7 separate regions of the Mus musculus genome follow, and all the other regions are linked to region 5. A link is a contact called in public HiChIP or PLAC-seq and promoter capture Hi-C data. All regions are on one chromosome and are shown on one strand. The core of a region is the stretch at or near the end of the contact, and the rest is flanking DNA. Distances in the headings are between cores, read along the strand shown. Region 1 holds the start of Slc30a6 (solute carrier family 30 (zinc transporter), member 6). Region 2 holds the start of Dpy30 (dpy-30, histone methyltransferase complex regulatory subunit). Region 3 holds the start of Birc6 (baculoviral IAP repeat-containing 6). Region 4 holds the start of Memo1 (mediator of cell motility 1). Region 5 holds the start of Wdr43 (WD repeat domain 43). Region 6 holds the start of Spast (spastin). Region 7 holds the start of Nlrc4 (NLR family, CARD domain containing 4).

Evidence for each region. Promoter capture Hi-C pulls out the DNA fragments that hold promoters and counts their contacts. HiChIP or PLAC-seq counts read pairs in DNA pulled down with a chosen protein or histone mark. Capture Hi-C pulls out chosen DNA fragments and counts their contacts.
Region 1: a contact with region 5 is called in a promoter capture Hi-C map of embryonic stem cells, with 4 times the contacts expected there. The contact joins the promoter of Slc30a6 here to the promoter of Wdr43 in region 5. A contact is called at or near these places in 4 of 39 promoter capture datasets (cranial neural crest, embryonic stem cells, hippocampal neurons and 1 more) and 2 of 9 other capture datasets (adipose tissue and liver).
Region 2: a contact with region 5 is called in an H3K27ac HiChIP or PLAC-seq map of embryonic stem cells, with 5 times the contacts expected there. The contact joins the promoter of Dpy30 here to the promoter of Wdr43 in region 5. A contact is called at or near these places in 5 of 39 promoter capture datasets (cranial neural crest, embryonic stem cells, hippocampal neurons and 2 more) and 1 of 115 datasets of contacts at active chromatin or transcription factors (embryonic stem cells).
Region 3: a promoter capture Hi-C map of liver shows a contact between it and region 5, with 4 times the contacts expected there. The contact joins the promoter of Birc6 here to the promoter of Wdr43 in region 5. A contact is called at or near these places in 2 of 39 promoter capture datasets (liver and pre-B cells), 1 of 484 Hi-C or Micro-C datasets (CD8 T cells), 2 of 115 datasets of contacts at active chromatin or transcription factors (astrocytes and large pre-B cells) and 2 of 9 other capture datasets (adipose tissue and liver).
Region 4: a promoter capture Hi-C map of liver shows a contact between it and region 5, with 4 times the contacts expected there. The contact joins the promoter of Memo1 here to the promoter of Wdr43 in region 5. A contact is called at or near these places in 1 of 39 promoter capture datasets (hippocampal neurons), 1 of 115 datasets of contacts at active chromatin or transcription factors (embryonic forebrain) and 1 of 9 other capture datasets (liver).
Region 6: a contact with region 5 is called in a promoter capture Hi-C map of embryonic stem cells, with 5 times the contacts expected there. The contact joins the promoter of Spast here to the promoter of Wdr43 in region 5. A contact is called at or near these places in 3 of 39 promoter capture datasets (embryonic stem cells, liver and pre-B cells), 1 of 115 datasets of contacts at active chromatin or transcription factors (large pre-B cells) and 1 of 9 other capture datasets (liver).
Region 7: a contact with region 5 is called in a promoter capture Hi-C map of adipose tissue. The contact joins the promoter of Nlrc4 here to the promoter of Wdr43 in region 5. A contact is called at or near these places in 1 of 39 promoter capture datasets (hippocampal neurons) and 1 of 9 other capture datasets (adipose tissue).

What each region holds. Positions count from the first base shown.
Region 1 is chr17:74,394,148-74,397,103 of GRCm38.p6, forward strand. Slc30a6 (solute carrier family 30 (zinc transporter), member 6) reads left to right here and starts at 1,461. Exons shown (of 14, transcript NM_144798.6): 1 at 1,461-1,521. The coding sequence starts at 1,519.
Region 2 is chr17:74,315,174-74,318,006 of GRCm38.p6, forward strand. It overlaps Dpy30 (dpy-30, histone methyltransferase complex regulatory subunit), which reads right to left and starts at 1,260. Exons shown (of 5, transcript NM_001146223.1): 1 at 1,172-1,260; 2 at 871-943; 3 at 729-776. The coding sequence starts at 906.
Region 3 is chr17:74,527,009-74,529,738 of GRCm38.p6, forward strand. It overlaps Birc6 (baculoviral IAP repeat-containing 6), which reads left to right and starts at 1,287. Exons shown (of 73, transcript NM_007566.3): 1 at 1,287-1,793. The coding sequence starts at 1,460. It overlaps Gm31645 (a long non-coding RNA gene), which reads right to left and starts at 1,192. Exons shown (of 3, transcript XR_385765.4): 1 at 625-1,192.
Region 4 is chr17:74,293,528-74,296,227 of GRCm38.p6, forward strand. Memo1 (mediator of cell motility 1) reads right to left here and starts at 1,336. Exons shown (of 9, transcript NM_133771.2): 1 at 1,165-1,336. The coding sequence starts at 1,225.
Region 5 is chr17:71,614,744-71,617,507 of GRCm38.p6, forward strand. Wdr43 (WD repeat domain 43) reads left to right here and starts at 1,472. Exons shown (of 18, transcript NM_175639.1): 1 at 1,472-1,742. The coding sequence starts at 1,518.
Region 6 is chr17:74,337,562-74,340,261 of GRCm38.p6, forward strand. It overlaps Spast (spastin), which reads left to right and starts at 1,426. Exons shown (of 17, transcript NM_001162870.1): 1 at 1,426-1,884. The coding sequence starts at 1,476.
Region 7 is chr17:74,457,838-74,460,537 of GRCm38.p6, forward strand. Nlrc4 (NLR family, CARD domain containing 4) reads right to left here and starts at 1,271. Exons shown (of 9, transcript NM_001033367.3): 1 at 1,169-1,271.

The sequences.
Region 1 (2,956 bases), core at 211-2,710, 2.8 Mb after region 5:
GGATACAATTTCACTAAGATCAGTGCCTAGAAGATAAGATCTGCAAATACAATCTTTATAGGCTACAATGACTGTGCAAGAAAGAAACTGTAGAGATTTAAAACTCTGTTATGGGATAAAGCCAAGTATTTTCAGTTCAAAGTCAGCTATTCTGAGTTCCACACTAGCTTATGAAACATATAAGACTTAAGGCATGCTTCAGATTTTTAAAAATATTTTATTCTTGGACAGTTTCCTGGTATATAATAAATTTTAGTCCTTGTCTCACCCTTCCTTCTCCCCCACCCCCCACCCCCGAAAGTATTCTCCCTAAGAAATCCCTCTCTTATTGTTCTGTCTTTTTGGTACTTTACGTAGTGAAGTGTGACTTGAATTCAGTGTCCTGCCACAGCTTCCCAAGACAGGCACCATATACAAAACAGTGGACTCCAGCTACAAGTGCTTATTTTTTCCTTAAATTTGAGATGCTCTCACTAACTGGGGAGGCTGACAGTGACCTACTCTAAACCCCAAGTATGCTTGAACTGAATATTTCTACCTCAGCTACCAAATCTATAGGGTTACAGGTTTGCACCCAGTTTAGGCAATTGAACCCTTGTGTGTCATGCCTAAGGGCTCTACCACCTGGTGGTGGTGTCAGATCCTCTTAAACTGCAGTAGCCACTTGGATGACTGGAGTCAGGAAAAGCCATCACCTCTTTTCATTCATTCATTCATTCATTCATTCACTCACTCACTCACTCACTCACTCACTCACTCACTCGTTCGTTTTGGTTTTGAGACAGTTTTGCTGTGTAGTGTAGTCTTCCTGCCTCAGCCTCCAGCGTTAGAATAGTACGCAGGCGATGCTGCACCCTGACCGGTGACGTGCACCAGTAAAGTGCTCGTGGAGGCCAGAGAACAACCTTATACTTAAGGTTGACGTTCACCTGGGTTTTTGAAATCGAGTCACTAAGGATATGCCTGCCTCTGCTTTCCTGAGTGCTGAGATCAAACAGGTGTGGCCATCGTGACGGCGTAGGTTCTTGTGATTTAACTCGAATCCTTGTGTTCTTAAGCCAAGCGTTTTCTGCGACATTATTTTTAATGAAACAGTTGGGAATTTGATAAATGTATTTTTAACATAGGCTGAGTCTACCTCGAGGAGCCTGACCTCGAAATCAGCGAGACTTGCCCGGCCTTACTGTGACATTTCTTAATGTTCCTGCTTCTTCATTTTTAAAACAGGAGTATAAACTGTAATAAACTCACACTCTGGTAGAAGACTTTGAACAGACCTCAAAGTTCCTCCCAAGGTGATAAATGCCCACCCTTTCCCTGGGCGAGCAGCCCCGCCCAGAGCAGCTCTAATCCGCCCACTTCCCAGGCGGCGGAGAACAAAAAGACGGCGACCTAGGGTACATGCGCAGTCCCGCCCCCTCGCCCTGCAACCAATCGGATTCTGAAGGCCCGCCCCTTCCGCTTGAGAAATGCGACTTCTCAGAGCGTCTTCCGGCGGGAGCTGTACGGCTCCTTACCATGGTGAGTTGGCCGTGGGGTGTGCGGGATTCTTGCGGGATGTTTCCCTCCTGCTTCCTCGCTCGAGCGCCCTGCTGTACCGCAGCTGCTCGGAACCGCGTGGTCGGGCCTGCGCTGGGGTTCCCAGCGCTCGGGTTCTTGAAGGGTTCCTGCTCTGTGCCTCTACAGCTGGGAAATGCCAGATTTGCCTAATGTTAAAATTAAAGCTTCCTCTGAGAACAAGTGAACGCCATCAGCGACTTGAGGCTTGCGTGGGGCTTTCTAGGGCGTGTTCACTCGTTTGCTTTTCAGTGTTTGAATAGCTCGGCACTGAGCAGCGGCTACAGAAAGGGTTAGTGGAGCAGCTCGGGAAAGGTTCTAGTATACGCTATGGTTGTTGGAATGTCAGGTTTTTCCTAAAAATTATTGAGTTAATTATTAAGCTGAGTGTTTTGGCACATGCCTTTGGCCTACAACTCAGGAAACTGAGGCAGGAGGATTGCACTTCGAAGTTCACCCTGAGTTAAATAGAGACTCTGACCCGAAAAAAAAAAACAAAAAAACCCCATAATCTAAAACCAAACAACAAAACGCGTAAGTCAAACATAATTATCTCAGTATTCTGTAAAGGTGAACGGGTGGTTGCGTTTTCAGATGTCAGAGTGCTGACCGCCCTTTGAAACGATCACAAAAACTCATTGAGCCCTTACTGGTAACTTACATACGACAATGACATATTTGTGTTCTTACTGTTGCCACCATAAAGTTTCCTTCTTTGGAGGCCAGCCTGGTCTACAAAGTGAGTTCCAGGACAGCCAGGGCTATACAGAGAAACCCTGTCTCGAAAAAAACGAAAAACCAAAACATTAAAATATTATATATTAAAATGTCTAATGAAGATCTGTAAAAGAATTCACCGTATTCTTTTAAATTGTGTGGTTATGTGCACGTGGGTGCAGCTGTGGGAGAAAGCCAGAGACATTAGATCCCTGGAGCTGGAGTTACAGGGAGCTGTGAGCAGATGTGGATGCTAGGAGTCAAGCTTAGGTCCTCTGGAAGAACAGCCTGTGTTCTCAAGTACTGAGCCATCTCTCTGGTTCCCAGATTTTTTTTTTTTTTTAAATTTTGTGTATGGATGTTTGTCTGCCTGTTTCTTGGTGCACAAAGTACGTGTCTGGTGCCCGGGGAAGTAAAATGAGGGTGTTGAATCTCCTGGGAGTGGAGTTACAGACAACTGTGAGTGCCGTGTGGGCACAGGGAACTGAACTTGTGTCCTTTGTAAGAGCAGTGAATACTCTTGATTTGTGAATCATAGTTCTAGCCCTTGATAGGGGGAAAATCACACACAGTATTTTCATAAAATTTCAGTAATCCTTTGGGTACAGAAAATGGATAGGATAAACCAGTTGTGGTGCACGTCTTTAACCCAGCATTCTGGAAGCAGAGGCAGGTGGATCCT
Region 2 (2,833 bases), core at 10-2,509, 2.7 Mb after region 5:
AGAGTCAGTTCTAGGTCAGGCAGGACTGCTCAGTGTGTAAGGAGCTTGCTACCCCCACATCTAACCTGAGTTCCATCTCCAGAACCCACCTAAGGGTGGAAGCAAAAAACCTACTCTGTAAGGGTGCCCTCTGATCTCCACACACTAGTGCACATGCATGAGCGAGCGTGTGCATGCGCGCACACACCCACAAGTAATAATAATAATAATAATAATAAAATAAAAAAGAAAACATGTCTAAGCTTACTTTCCGCTGACCTTGAACAAGTTACTCAACTTTAAGCATTCTGGAGCTGAAGATACATTCAAATTAGCCTGGTATATATCTCACAAACAGCAAAGTGTTGAATAAATTCTAACACCTGTTTGTACAACTTCTTGGAAACGTGGTCCTGCCCTTTTTTTTTTTTTTTTTTTTTTAAACCAGAACTTAATCCCTCGAGTCTCCCATTCACACACAAATTTTCTCCGGGAAGCCTCCATTTTCCTAACCAAACCTTCCCAGCTCTGGTTCCGGGATCATCTAATCTTTCATTTACAAAGTACCTTTATTTTTAGCCAAGTATTAGCATGCTAGTAAAAAGAAGCCACTTATAATCTGATACTACGGAGAGATCGCGGCAGCAAAGAGTTCCCTCGTGCAGAGTAGCCTAGTAAACCGATCCTAAGTTTTCTCCAGCTCTCAAGAGACCCATAGATGCATGCGGCAGAGAAACTGAGCGAGTTACCTCAACGCTGTCTGTGAGCCCGTACTCAGAGTGAGGGTTTTCTGCAACCTAGAAAACAAAATACAGTCACAGAGAGAGACATCCGCCCGTCCCGCGCTGCCTCCCCGCACACCGCCACCCTGAACCCAGGGCCTCCTGGTACCTGTGTCTGTCCCTCCAGCATCTGCTCCGACTCCATGGCGGACCCTGCAAACCGCAATCAACCGGATACCAGTCTTGCAAAACAAGAAGAGCCGCGAGTTAGTTACCCGGGAGATTTCAAGTGGAAGACGCCAGGACCCGGTGCGGTGCAGCCCAGCCCGGGACCCCGCCCCTCACCCCCGCGGGCAGCAGACGCGCGGGCTGGGTCGGGCCACCGACTGGCCGTCCTCGTCGCATCGCGAGGCTCGGAGGTCGTCCCAAGGATGTAGCGGTGGGAGGAGGAGGACAGGGAAGCTGATTACCCGCGCCAAGGCTGTCGGTTCCTAAGTGCCCTGCACGGCGCCACCGACTCACAGCGCGAACCGCTTCGGCCGTAAGTGAGGGACGTCGCGCTGCCGCCGCGCCTGCGCAGAGCGGCCCCGCGGGCAGAAGTGCCCGAGCCCGCCTAAGTGGGCCTACGCCTCTGCGGTGCGCGGGGTGCCTGGCCACCTGCCGGCTCCACCCTGCCGTAGATCTTTCTCCTTTAGACAGTCCTTCGTGGCACCTGGAAGTGACGGTCCCCGAGGAACCGAGGCCACTCACTTGCTGAGCGATTCTTGCTCAGGCTTTACTAGGGGCTAGAGGGCATCCAGCGGTTGATTACTTGGCTAATCTTACAGGCGACTTAGGTTTGGTCTCCACCGCCCACATGGTGGCTCACAACTATCCCTAACTCCGGTTCCGGGGAGCTGACTCTCTCTTTTTATCTACGCAGGCACGAGGCACGCGTGTGCTCCGCGCACATTCAGGCAAAACACGCATATATACGTATACATACACACATATATAATTTTTTTAAGGCCAAAGGGAAACAAGGAGGAGTGTTTGGGAATTCTTGGGCGGCTTTTATTCAAGCCCTGCAGTCTATGAGGATACCACGTTCACACTATTCTACATTTATGTCTAGATTAGTTTTTTTTTTTTTTTTTAATTACTTTCCAGGGATAAGGAGTTCAGCTCATGGTCGAGCGCTTTCCTGGGATAACCAAGGATCTTGGTTCAATTTCTACAGAAGAAATGGCTTTCCAGACTGTAGTATTATGGATTCCAACCTGGGTTGTGTTTGCTTGTTTTTACATTTTAAAGCCAGGTGTCTGAAATCCCAGCATTTGGCTGACTGAGGTAAAGAGGGTCAAACGCCAGCCAGAGCTTCCTGAACGGGAGTTCCAGGAGAGCCTGCTTTCCTGTAATTATTGTAACTGTTGATGGATTAGGATTTCAAGGGTATGGAGAGGTTGGAATGCTGCAAATCTAGAGACACTAGTTAGTTGTCTTGAACCTAGTTAGCTCCCTAAATAGCCTTTAATACCCACCTCTGTCAGGGACCTAACTTCTTTACTAATACTTCTTACTAGTGAGTTTCTTGGAATGTTCAGACTCCTAGCTAACACCAAAATGTTTCCAAAAAGCCTTCAGTTGGCAGGGCAGTGGTGCTGCATGCCTTTAATCCCAGCATTTGGGAGGCAGAGGCAGGTGGATTTCTGAGTTAGAGGCCAGCCTGGTCTACAGAGTGAGTTCCAGGACAGCCAGGGATACACAGAGAAACCCTGTCTCAAGAAAAAGAAGGAGAGGGGGAGGGGGAGAAGAAGAAAAGAAGAAGAAGAAGAAGAAGAAGAAGAAGAAGAAGAAGAAGAAGAAGCCTTCAGCTGTCCCTACAATGATTATAGCTAAGATTTCCAGACTTTCCTACAACCCACACACCTAATGTACTTGAAAAGAGCTTTTGTGCTTGGTGTGGTGGTGAGAAAAGAGATGGTTTAGTCACTTTAAAAACAAAAACAAAAACAAAAACTTACTGCTCTTCCAGAGTTCAGTTCCCAGGCACACACCAGAAGTCCAACAACCACCCAGAACTCCCGAGATCTGACACCGTCTTCTGGCCTCTGTGAGCACTTGAACTCACTTGCACTTACACAGAAATGTGG
Region 3 (2,730 bases), core at 37-2,536, 2.9 Mb after region 5:
CTTGCCCAGAATTCTTAGCATTACTGTTTCAGACTGGGATTCTAGGTATGCGAGACCACACCCAGGCACCGCTACACTGTAACTACAAGTGACTGACTGACAAGTAACTGTTTCAACATAAAGTTTAAGAAAGATGTTCTTTCAAATCTAACGAAGGAGGATACTCCACTGTTACAGCAAATCTCTCCAACCCAATTATGCTCTGGCAATGAAAACACGACACAATTAGTATGAATACATGCTGTGCGCCTAGATTGGGCAGATCTACAACCACTACACTACCATCTTCCACATCTATGAGACCACTTAGAACTTGCGTTTTCTCCAGGCCATGTTCTTCTGTTCTGCTTTTCTTCTTCCTCCTCCTCTGCCTTCTCTGTCTCAAACCTCCTTCCTTTCTTTCCACTCCACTTTCCCTTTCTCTGCCCAATCATCAGCTTTCCTTTATTTTACAAATTAAGGTGGGAAGGTTTACAAGAAATCACCTAAGTGCTGACTCATTCCTTGTTCACAACTCCTCACAGGAGAACAGAATTGACATCAAATATAATTAGCCCCAGGGCAATCCACAACACCCCACCAAAAATCATGTAAATCCTTTGCAATGAGCTACACTAGGCTGACCTGTAATGTGTCCAGCACCTCATTAATGAGCATGTCTGTTTATTAAAAGATTTGGAACTATCGCTTCTCAGTCTTCTAAGATCAAGTGTAAAAAAAATCTGAAACTAGGGCAGGCGTCGTAAAAAAAAAATCAGGTTCAGTTCCAATGAAGAGGCTTGTCAGAGTGTGCAATGATAGAGGCCTACTTCCGGATCTCGCCTCCACCCCGCAACGCCCTCCTCCTCTGCCCCGTGCTGGGAACCGCTGGGAATCAGCCGCCCTGGCCACGAAGGGGCCTCTGGGCGTACCAGACAAGTCGCGCGGGCTCGGGTTTGCCTAGCGGAAATGCACAGGGCCCAGCACCACCCTCCCTGCCACGCGCAGGGCGGAACTCCCGCCGATACCACTCCCGGGGCTCGAAGGAAGAAACTGGGACGTTGAGGACGCAGGGCTGGCTGGAGCAGCAGCGCGTGGCACGCGCCTAGTCCTACCACGCATGCTCCGCGCTTGAAAAAAAAAAGTTTCAGCCCCGCCCCCTTCTTCTTCTGAGGCCCGCCTACCGGGCCCTGGGAGCTCTTCTGCGCATGCTTACTAGGCCAGGTCCCGCCCCTGCCCCGCCTTTTCTGTGCCTTCGGAAGTTCCTTATTAGCTTCCCTCTGCTCTGGCTAGATCGGCACTCCCGCGCATGCTCCACCCCCTGGGCTCCGGCCCCTCCTTTGGTGCGGCCCTCTCTCCCCTCCCCCGCCAGCCTGCGAGCTCGCTTGGCCTGGCCGGCCTGGCGGGCGACGTTCCCTGTGCGTGCAGGCGCTTGACTTCACTTCCGGCTAACGCGCTCCGCTTTGCCCCCTGGCCCCGGATGGTGACTGGCTGTGGTGCTGCACCTCCCGGGACTGTCACTGAGCGGCTTCCCAGTGTGATTGTGCTGAGCGCAGGCCGGAAGATGGCGGCTGCGGCTGCGGAGGCCTCGGGCCCGAGCTGCTCCTCCGCGGCGGCGGCGGCAGGGGCGGGGGCGGCCGGGGTCTCCGAGTGGCTGGTGCTGCGGGATGGCTGCATGCGCTGCGACGCCGACGGGCTGCACAGCCTCTCCTACCACCCGGCGCTTAACGCCATCCTGGCCGTCACCAGCCGCGGGACCATCAAAGTCATCGACGGCACGTCCGGGGCCACCCTTCAGGCCTCGGCGCTCAGCGGTGAGCGCGGCACGCCGGGCGGGGGCTGGGCTGGGCCGGCCGCGGGCGGAGACGGGTTGTGGGGATGCTGGTGGAGGAAGCCTCCCAGCCTCCGGGATCGGGATCGGCCTCGGAGGGACAGCGTGGAGCGGGAGGGTCGGAGAGGCCCGGAAGCTACGGCCGAGGACCTTCGGACTCGGAAAGCAGCAGCTTTTGGGGACGGGAACTCGGTTTGGCGGGGTGCGCTGCGAGTTGCTTTTCGGGCCTTTTGCATCTGAACCGGCCTGGTCCTGTGGGAGAGATGTGGAGGCCTTGGAGGTCGGTGCTGGTGAGGACCGGGCCCTCGCTGGCCTCTTGGACGAGATTTTGGGCTAGCTCCGGGCTGGACCAGAGGGAAGGGCTGGCAGTCTTGGCGGTGGCGGGAGAGATGGGTGGCCGGAGGCAAGGGGCGGGAAGCGTCCAAGCCGGCTGTCTTGCCCTCTTTTCCCGGCGAGTAGCGGCCCGCCGGTTGTCGTCTGGTCCTGTAGGTGCGGGGACCTCCGAGGGTTGCGCTTTCGCACAGGGGGCGGGCTGGAGTGGGCACTGGGATGGGGAGGTCAGTAGGAGAGGGAAGGCCAGCTGCCTGAACTGTGCTTGCTGGACTATGGGACTCGCAGAGTGCAAAAAAAAAAAAAAAAAAAAAAAAGAAAAAAAAAAGGTTAGTATCGGTCCTCTAGCTCTGAGTGCTCCCTCCTTCCAGTGTCAAGAAGCCTAGGCCCCTTGTAATTAGGTGGAACTTCAAGCCCTTTCAACTTGTTTTAGCATAGAGAGCTAGAGATTGGTAGTTGTAAGTATGTCTGGGTCTCCTCCACCTTGGAAGGAGAGCACTTGGGTGGTGGAGACGTTGGTTCACATATTGGACTTTCAGGATGTACCAGGTCAAAGCTCGTTCAGTGGACATACTGGAGTGTTTTGGGAT
Region 4 (2,700 bases), core at 86-2,585, 2.7 Mb after region 5:
CAAGAACTGACATTCTCAGGTAGTGAGAACTGATTAAAAGTCTATGAAGTACTTCAGGACCATAAAATGTCATACTTATCTAACGCAAAAACTACAGCCACCTGTTAGCAGTAGTTCCAAACCCAACCATGTCATTCTTTTGTGTCTTAGCAGGGCAAATCCGCTGTGGACCAACAAGATGCATGTACTTCTGCAGCTGGTTGAACAATCTCAGGGAAAAAAAAAAAACTGCCTTCCAGATTTTCCGTTTTCCCAAAAGAATCATGTCACTATCCAACCCTAGTACTTGCAAAGGGAAATATGGTTAGGGCCAGTTGCTGAGAAGCACAGATGGCCTAGAGACCAACAGGAATCACGGAGGAACTTTTCTTTGTTACCAAAGCAGAAATGTGACCCCTGAAAATAATCTCAGAAAACAATCCTTGTGAAGAGAGTTGTACTGGAGGGAAACGGCCCTACCCTTTCTCACCCAAAGAACTACACATGGTTTTTTGAAGACAGTGCAGACAAAATTCTCTCAAAACGTAAGCTAAACTAGGCAGGTCGTCCAGCCCCGGCTCGGTGCTGAACACAGGATACCAAAGAGGTTGCTCAGGAAAAGTGCTGATGCCATCTCCAGCTGCCCCTAAATGACAGTAACAATGCAAACACTGACAAAAGACCTTGGAGGCCACCCAGAGCCCCTGCCTGGCAGCAGCTCTGCCCGAATCTCCACGTACAAAGCGACAAATCCCCCCGAGAGGCCCAGGTCTGACAGATCTTCCAAGCGAGAGAGACCAAGAGTAGCAACACGAGAGATAGGGTAGAAAAAGTACTGCCTGTCACTCCTTCCAGGGGCGCTGGGTGCCCCAAGGGTGGGAGCAAAAACTGCGGTCCCCTCGGCCAGCCTCTGGCAACGAGGACCGCGCCAACTCGTCCTTCCCCACCGCAGAGGCCGTCCGCGGAGCCGCGGAGCCCGCGCTCGCCCTGGCCGGGGCCGGCCGGCAACTCCTCGCCCAACTCCGCGGGCGCCAGGCCGCCTGCCCGAGCGCCGGGTGGGGGAGGCGGCGCGGCCCGGCCCCGATCCCTCGGCACGCGGTCAGCGCCCTCCGCCCGCCGCCCGAGTCCCCGCCCGCCGGGCCCCGGCTGCCCAGCTCGACCACCCCGGCGGCCTGGCGCCCTTACCTGAGGCGGTGTACCAGCTCCCGGCGTGGCTGGCTTCCCGGCAGACCACTCGGTTGGACATCTTGGTGCCTGTGCCGCCTATGGTGCACGAGGATGAATGAGGAGGCGGCGGCGGCGGCGGCTCCGCGAGGGGACGAGACGCCGCGGGCCCAGCCCAGGAGGAGGCGGCCGCGGGGAGGGGACCAGCCCGGCCCAGGAGGAGGAGGAGGAGGAGGAGGAAGAGGAGGAGATGGCAGCCAGGGCGGAGGGCGGCAACAATCACCACAAACTCCGCCGGCCGCCGGAAGATGGGGCCCACGGCGGCTTTACCCTAGCCGCGCGGCCGCGGAGTCGCCGCCGCCGCCGCCGCCCCTACCCCTGCCCGAGCTGCTTCCGCGAGCCGCCCCCCGGCCACGCCGCGCGCGGCCTGCCGAGCCTCCCGCTGACCCCACCCCCGTGACTCCGCGCCCTTCCCCACCGCCCCGCCCCGCCCCGCCCCCACCACCGAGGCCTCCCTCCCGCCGCGCGCCCGCCGGCCCCGCCCCGCCCCGCGCCTCCGCCCGCCGTGCCGCGCGCTCAACGGCGGAAGCGGGACCGGCCCCGCGCCATCCCGGGTCGGGAGGCCGCGAGCCGGAGGGCGGCGGCGATCGGTGCCACCTCCCCCCCAACACACACACACACAGCCCGGGGCCGGGGCCTGAACCCGGGAAAGGCAGAGCCTGGGGAGCCCACGCGTCCTTACTCGCCGCTCTACCGGGGCCGGCCCACTGAGCATGCCCAGCGCCGCGGCCGGGCCCGCCGAGGAGGCTCAGCGTGCACGCTCCGCTCTCCGGGGTTTAGCGCCAGCAGAGGCTGGGGGCAGGGCGCGGGGCGCAGGACGCAGCCGCGAGGCGGGGTGAGCCCCTTCCCCCCCCCCCCCCCCCAGCCGCCTGGCTTGTCCCCGTGCGCCGCTGGCTCAGCACACACAACACACACGCGATCGCTGCCTGCCGAGTCCCGTCGGGGTTCCCCCTTCCCCGGCGTCCTTGGTGGGGTTCCCACCCTCGGGGTATCGCCCAGGAATGCAAGTCTGGGGCCACGCCGCGAAGTTTCGCTGGCAGAGACATCGCGCTGCGAGGCGTACTGGGATGGGAGAATATGGGGGGGTGGAGGACCGACCCTGTCAAAATGTAACCTTCGCTTCCCAGGCTCGCCCCTTACGACCTAATGTCTTCGACACAGTTAAATTTACTAATTGTATTTTAGGTATAACTGCAATGTGGCAAAGATTGTCTCAGTTATTTCCTACTGTGTTAAATGGGGGTGACGTTCGTGAGGGAGGGGTACCAAGGATTATGAGTTAATGCGTATGAGGAACCAGACGGGGTAAGGAATACTACAAATGTCACCCTTCACTTATAAAATCCCAGTATTCCACGTAAGTATTCCACGCAGCAAAAGAATTCCTTTACCAGTTGGGTAGAATCACAAAGGAAGTGGTTTGTTTGGCTTTGAAGTGCTGGATTCCAAAACCCAGGAAGTGTAACAGTTCCCCAACTCCCAGAAAGTATTTGGGAA
Region 5 (2,764 bases), core at 222-2,721:
TGAATTACCCAACAAAGGGGAGAGAGAACCTGTATCCAGAGGTTAGGCACGGTCCCTGGTTGAGAGATGGGGCCATTAACCCTTCTCAAAATTTTAACCCAGAATTGCTCCTGTTTAAAGGAAATACATGGACAAAGAGTGGAGCAGAGACTAAAGGAAAGGCCTTCCAGAGACTGCCCCACCTGGAGATCCATCCCATATACAGCCACCAAACCTAAATACTATTGCTGATGCCAGGAAGTGCTTGCTGATAGGAGCCTGATATGGATGTCTCCTGAGAGGCTCTTGCAGCCCCATTGGAAGAACAACATCAACCAACCAGTACCATCAGAGCTCCCAGAGACTAAACCATCAACCAAAGAGTACACAGGAGGGACCCATGGCTCCAGCTGCATATGTAGCAGAGGATGGCCTTGTTTGTCGTCAAAGGGAGTGGAGGCCCTTGGTCCTGTGAAGACATGATGCCCCGGCGTAGGGGAATGCTAGAGTGGTGGGGCGGGAGTGTGCATGTGGGTGAGGAAGCAGCCTGGGGGAGGTGGGTAGGATGGGGGTTCTAGGAGAGGAAACCCGGGGGGGGGGTAACATTTGAAATTTAAATAAACAAAATAACCAATAATTAAAAAAAAAGAACCAATAAAATAAGGAAAAAATTTCTTCTATCTATCTATCATTTATCTTTTGGAGACAGTTTCCCTATAGTCCTCGATGTTATAGAATTCAGTTTCTAGACCGTGCCTGCGTCTGCCTCAGATAGAGTGCTGGGATTAAAAGGCACACATCCAGATGGGAATATATGTTTGGTTTCTCTTTTCTTTTTTTTTTTTTTTCTTTTGTGTGTGTGTGTGTGTGTGTGTGTGTGTTGTTTTTTGTTTTTTGAGACAGGGTTTCTCTGTATAGCCCTGGCTGTCCTGGAACTCACTCTGTAGACCAGGCTGGCCTCGAACTCAAAAATCCGCCTGCCTCTGCCTCCCAAGTGCTGGGATTAAAGGCGTGAGGCACCACCGCCCGGATTCTTTATTTACACCCAACTTGACCTCCTCTCTTGTCCAATAGTATCTCTGTGTGTTAACACAGATAAAAGAGGCATCTTGTTTCTTCAAGCCCCAACTCTAACTTTGATAGAACTATGATTGGATAATTATTGTACGTACATGGCCACGTCCTCGAAGAGACTAAAGAAACATGGAAACAGCTGTTACAATCTCGGAGATGTAAGTAAATATTTCTTTTAAACATTTCGTCTAGTTGTTTCATAGGACGTAGTTTTAAAAGAAGGATCTGGCTCGGTAGTATGCAAATCACTTCCCCTCGCGCTTCCTTCGCAGGACAAGTTAAGAAGGACCCCACTGAGCCACCGTCCACAGGGTGGGCCCGGCTAAACGCTGGCCTGCGTCACGACCAGCCACTTCTTGGGCTCTCAGCGTTCCCTCCGCCCCACTTCCTCCCTGCAGGCCCCACCCCGCGCCGGTGCGCCTGCGCCCGGGCGAACACGTGGCTGCCGCGGAGCCAGAGCAGCAATGGCGGCCGGAGGCGGCGGTAGCTACGACCCCTTGGCCCCGGCGGGGGTCCCCTGCGCCTTCTCGCCGGACAGTCAAGCCTACTTCGCTTTAGCCTCTAGTGACGGTCAGCTGCGAGTATGGGAGACCGCCAACAACCGGCTGCACCAGGAGTACGTGCCTTCCGCGCACCTCAGCGGTACCTGCACCTGCCTGGCCTGGGCGCCAGCACGGCTGCAGGCCAAGGTAGGATGAGCGGGGACGGCGACGGGGACGGGGACCTCCTGCCGGGCTGCGGCATCCCGGGCCGGGCGGCGAGGCGCGTGGCACCCCTGGCGCGCGTGGCCCGGGGCGTCCCGGGAGAGAGGAGGCGCGGAGCCGGGCCGGCGGCGCGCTTGGGCCGGCGCCGCGGCTGCAAAGTGCGGCCTGGCCCGAGGGGGGCTGCGGGAGGGTGCGGCCCGATCCCGCGGTCTCCACGAGGTCTGCACCCCGGCTGCTTCTGGGCCGCCATGTTCATCGAAGCCTCTGCTCCCCCGGGGGGCGGCCTCAGACTTCCCAGGCCTGGGTCCCCATCAGAGCTACCCGGTGCGCACTTTAGGACCGTCTCGCGCTTCCGCATCCCGGACCCCGGTATTGGTTTTGCTTTGGGCACTTGGAATGCGCACGTCTAGGTTAAGTTCCTTCCGGGAGCCCCTTCCCTCGGCTCGGATGCGTGTTCAACACGTGTTCCCTTCTGCCTCTAGGTTGTGGGATTCGTCGTCCCACAAACTCTTTTCCATTTCTAAGTTCCCTTCTTTCTCAGCGGAGGTACAGTGAAATAGAGTAGGGCATATGATGTAGGTCCTGGTGATTTTTTTTTTTTCTCTCGTAGTTGGGAAACTGCTTAGTTAGGGAATCCTTTTCGCTGTCAGGTAAATGCTGCTCACTGTTGACTCACCCGGTTAGATCTCGGCACGCACGTGGTTAGGCAGTCGGCAGGCAAAAATCTGGAACCGGTGTAAAAGGTATCCTAAAATATGTGACGTTTTGCTGTCACTGATGTTAAAGTTGTTGGGATAGCTTACTCCTTCCCATCCCAAGAGTAAACTTTCACATAAATTTATTTTATCTAAGTTGCTATACTCTGTGTGACAGTGGTTAGCTACTTACCGGATTCCAGCTTTTCTTGGTGACAAAGAGCAGATATGAGGCCCTATAAGTCAAACATAATCAGATTTGTGAAAGTTATGTAATTGTCAGCATTAGAGCTGCTGCACTTTTTTTTTTAA
Region 6 (2,700 bases), core at 176-2,675, 2.7 Mb after region 5:
CTGGAAACAATAGAGACTTTGTGTTAGTAGTCACTCATTTAGGCAACAAGAAATAATTGTGGCAAACTGAAATGAGAGGGGGTGGTTTTGTTTGTTTGTTTTTAAAGACAGGGATGAGGGGAGGGGGATGGGCGAGGGAGGGAGAAAGAGGAAAGACTGAATAGTTTATTGGATAGGCAATATAGTCTAGGAATCCAAAAACTCTGGGAATACAGATGGCATCGACTGGCTCTTAGAGCTTTTGATTTCAACTAACTTCTATTTCCAGATGCCAGTTCGCAGGAGTCTGACTGGCCCACGGTTTGTTTTCCTCTATGTGATCCAGGATCTGTAGAACAACTGCTGATCATTAGAATATGGGAAATATTGAGTAGATAGATAGTCTACCAAAGGAAGAAATGGTGAAGACATATACACACATCCACGTGCACACACAGATAGTATGGATTCTACCAAGTATGGTAACTAGGCAAAACCCAAGAATGACTGCATTCACATAACTAATCCTGAGATAACACAAACGTGTAATAGGTTAGTTGAAAGTAGGGTTCGTGGTCCTCGTGGTAATAAAGTTTTCCCTTTAGGATGTCTTGAACTTTGTCTCTGCAACTTGTTTCCCTCTCAGCTAACATACCCAAATTGCTACACACTGCCTCTGATACGAAACTCAGATCAGCCATCCTTTGCAAAAGACCTATTGGCTCAACCAGCAGAAAACAAAGATATATAAAGCAATAGGAGTGATGATGCACACCTGTAATCCTAGTTTTGGGGAGACGGAGGCAGAAAGATCAGGAGTTGAAGGCCTCCTTCCTCAGCTACAAGAGGAGTTGGAGGTCAGCATCTCACACAAAGGCAAACAACCGCACTGCGAGACAGCAGACCTGAGCACTAGTAAAGCCACTCAAACGCTGTTAACCCCCATTTAAAAATTTATTATCAAAGCTCCCTATTCCGATTCTTCAAAAGTCGAAGAACCTGCGGAGCGACGAACCCCTGGGACCATCGCAAGCCGAACCGCGCCTACAGAACTGAGGTTCCCAGAGAAAGGGGCATAGCAGGGGCGTGGGGGGTAGGAGGATGCCGCACATGCGCACAAGCTCCCAGGTCAACAAAGACGGCGGCGTACGCGCGCGCACCAGAGCCATTCACCGAGGACGTGCGCGTGCCCGGCCGCCGCAGCGAGGTGCCAGCGGCCCAGGGGACAGAAGGAAAGGAGGGGCAGGAGCCACCGGCCGCGGCGGGAGGAGGAGGAGGAGGAGGAGGAGACGGGGTTGTGCTCCTGGGCAGCTGAGGAGCGAGGGGCGGGGCCGGCGAGCGGCGCGTGCAGGTGCCAGGCTCCCGGGCTCCGGCTGGCGCGCGAGCGGCTCCGTGGGCCCCCGCCGCCGCAGTGGCAGTGGCCGCCGCCGCCGCCGCTTGGTCGCCGTCGGTCTGCGGGAAGCGGGTTATGGCGGCGGCGGCAGTGGGAGCTGTGAATGAGTTCTCCGGCCGGACGACGGAAGAAGAAAGGCTCGGGCGGCGCGAGCCCGGCGCCCGCCAGGCCTCCGCCCCCCGCCGCGGTCCCCGCCCCTGCCGCCGGCCCGGCCCCTGCGGCCGGCTCGCCGCCTAAGCGGAACCCGTCTTCTTTCTCGTCCCCGCTGGTCGTCGGCTTCGCCCTGCTGCGCCTGCTGGCCTGCCACCTGGGGCTCCTCTTCGCGTGGCTCTGCCAGCGCTTCTCCCGCGCCCTCATGGCCGCCAAGAGGAGCTCCGGGACCGCGCCGGCGCCCGCCTCGCCCTCGCCCCCAGAGCCCGGACCGGGTGGCGAGGCCGAGAGCGTCCGCGTCTTCCACAAGCAGGCCTTCGAGTACATCTCCATTGCCCTGCGCATCGACGAGGAAGAGAAAGGTACTACTGGGGGGCTGGAGGGAGGCCGGCGGGCTGGCCGGGGCGGGCGGCCCTGGGAGGACGCCACTTGCGTCCCTTTCCTGCACCCCCGGAGTTGATCTGCCTCGGGAGTCCGAGTCCCCACAGGCCAGATCCTGCTGTGCGACGCCTAGTTAGTTGATCCTCACCCCTTTCAGGGCGCCCTGACTCGACTTTGTTTCAGCACCCCCACACTTGTGCATGACCCAAGTCCCCGTGAGACACCCAGGCGTGCTGGTGACAGTGACAGTTGGCCTAGAGTGACCGACCACACGGGATTCTTTCTAACACTGTAAACAGTGTTGCTTTCTCTGAGCTGGGCTTCCAAAAGGTTTTGGTATCGAAACAGCTGTGTATAAACTTCATTGAGAAGGGTTCTGTAGTGTTTGGAGAGGAAAAAAAAAAGGGGGGGGTTGACTTGGATTTGAAAGGAGTAGTAGCTCCTTATACTTAGAGCCGGATTTGCCATATTCTGAAGTTTCATGAATTATTTTTACCAATATAGTGAGTCTTGAAGATTTCTTTTTTATTGAGCTGTATTTCAACCGCTAGTTGCTTTAGTTTTTACTATTTTGTTATTTTTATTTTATTCCAAGGCACTCTCGAGTTTCTAAATTTTAATGTTAAAAATATTAAATGAATGAGTTGGGTAAACAGGCATATATCATTCTACCATAGAAGATAAAACAAACGCTCCTGCCTCGCAGTGAAGGCAGGAATACTGCATACTTCAGGTTTCCTTCAAGCAACATCTTTTCTTCGCCTTTCTGTGTGGCAGGCATTGTCAATTCATTTTGC
Region 7 (2,700 bases), core at 21-2,520, 2.8 Mb after region 5:
ACTCCCACAACTAGGGGGAAAGAACTCATATAATTGGCTACAGAAAGGCAGCATGTGTAAATTTTTTTCACATTGGTTGATTGGTGTGTGTGTGTGGGTGGGTGGGTGGGTGGGTGGGTAGGGGTGCTCGAGAGTGCCACGGCATTTGTGTAGAGATTAGAGAAAAACTAGCAAAAGTCAGTTCTCTCCTGGAATAATCTGTGTCCCAGGGATCAAACTCTGGTCAACAGGCTCGGCGACAAGTGCCCCTTCCCCCTGAGCATCTCCCCTGCCTCTGGATTATGCTTCCTTTGCTGAACTGTTAGCACTCACATCTGCTCCAAGCCTGGGACTATAGCGATGATTAACCAGGAAGACGGATGGAACAGAGGCCACCAGTCCCTGTGATTCATCTATCATTCCAGTATAAAAATGTCCTGATCTAGAATCTTCTTAGATCTCCTTTGGACACCCGCAGCTCACTGAATACTCTTAGTGCTATGTAAATAGTGTATGAAAATTGTCTATAGGCACAAGTGGGAGTAATGGGAGACTGGAAGAATAAAAGAGGTTAAGGGAAGTTAGGAGAGCCTGATTCCACCCCGGCAACGGGGTTATTAAGATGCTCTGAGATAAAGAATGGACACACCTTATCTGTTATCACACAACTCAAGTCTGTAAAGCACTTCCTAGACACACTGGGGCTGGAAACACCTCAGCACACAACGCAGGTCTGTAACACACTTTCTATAAGCATTCTTCCTATCCCCAAGAGGGACTTGCTTAACTTTTCTGTCCAAGTTCAAGTATCTTGTCAGAGGCTCAGGACACTGGACGGACCAAGCAGTCTCTCTCTCCCTCAGCTCTGGGTTTCCTTCCTGTGAGGCCAAAAAGCATTTTCTAAGTCTTTTTGTCTCCATAGTAAATACAAAGGCGTTCTCTAGGGCTCCAAATCCTTAACACCAACTCAGAAAAACGCAGCTAAACTCCAACAGACCAACCAGGCTAACCACCCGCCCCCAACACTGCCTACCCTCAAACCAAGTTTCCCTGCAGGCAAATCAGCCCAATGGGCAAACCATCCACTGCAGGACAACCTCACAGACACAGGCTTCAGTGGACCTAAATTCTAATTTCAGGATCTGACTCTAAAACTGATTTAAAAACCTATTCCCTCTCCCCGAGGTACCTGGCCAAGCAATCCAGTTGCCTTCGAAGGAAAAGTCGTCTTAAAAGTAATTTTCTTTCTTTCTTAATCCAAACTTCTTTGTCCATGAGAGACAACTGTAGAAAAAAGGAAGTGCCTGGTGGGTTCTTCTCTTGCTTAAGAACCATAATAATCGGGGTATTTACATAATTACGTAGCAAGAAAAAGGAGTGACTGAGTAGCCAGGAAGTAGGGACTTTGAACTTAGGCACTCTTTGCTTCCTGGTTATTCATGTGGTAAAGAGTTAACAACTGGGGCTGGAAGATGGCTCAGCCTTTAAGAGCACTGACTGCTCTTCCAGAGGTCCTGAGTTCAATTCCCAGTAACCACATGGTGTCTCACATCCATCTGTAATGGTATCTGATGCCCTCTTCTGGTGTGTCTGAAGACAGCAACAGTGTACTCATATACATTAAAAAAAAAATGAATAAATAAATCTTTAAAAGGTATGTTGCATTTAAAAAAAAAAAAAAAGAGTTAACAACTGTTTATTTCTCCAAGCAAAGGGAATGAGAAAGCTTTGAATGACAAGGCCCAGGAAGACAGGGTACTCAAAGTTCAAAAGCAGCAACTGTTCCATGAAGGTTGTGTGTGTGCGTGTGCGTGTGTGCGTGTGTGTGTGTGTGTGTGTGTGTGTGTGTGTGTTATTCTGTTTTGTTTTGTTTTGGGACAGACTCTTTTTACGTACCCTTGGCTACCCTGGTACTCCCAGTATAGATCAGGCTACCTTGAACCCCACAGAGACCCACCTGACTCTGCCTCCTGAGTGCTTAGATTAAAGGCACATCACTACTTAGTTTCAGGAAGCTTTTATATTAACAGGACAACAACAACAAAAAAGTCATCAATCAACATAATTTCAAATACATTGGTGGAAACATTGGGTAGGCAGGTTGTAGCAAAGAAAAGAAAGCCTTGGTAAAGACTCCAGATCTGAGGCCATCTTGAGCCATCTGGGTTGTTATGAGCTGGTACCCAGCTTTGTTAATAAATCCCACAGGTTTTTGCCCGATAGGTCAGACACAGAAGTGGATAATAAAGAAGTTCAAAGGGGCTGGAGAGATGGCTCAGTGGTTAAGAGCACTGACTGCTCTGCTAGAGGTCCTGAGTTCAATTCCCAGTAACCATATGGTGGCTCACAACCATCTGTAATGAGATCCGATGCTCTCTTCTAGTGTGTCTCTGAAGGCAGCTGCAGTGTACTCATGTAAATAAAAATCTTTAAAAAAAAAGTTCTAATCAGTTGATCAGCTTCTGTCTGGACTCTTAATTCTGGTATTTTAGACACTCAGTATGGTTTTTGCATGTCTTGTCTTATCTTGGACTTCTGATCCTCCTGCCTCTGCCTTCTAAGAAGATTGTGGGCATGAGCCACTATGCCTCACTCGGTTTTTTCATAATGAATGGGGATTAAGAGGTGGACAGAGAAAAGATGGAAAGTGAAATGTTCTGGTTTGGTTGGTTCAAGCATACTGTCACTGAGGACAGAGGCAAACAAACTTATCTCTGTACC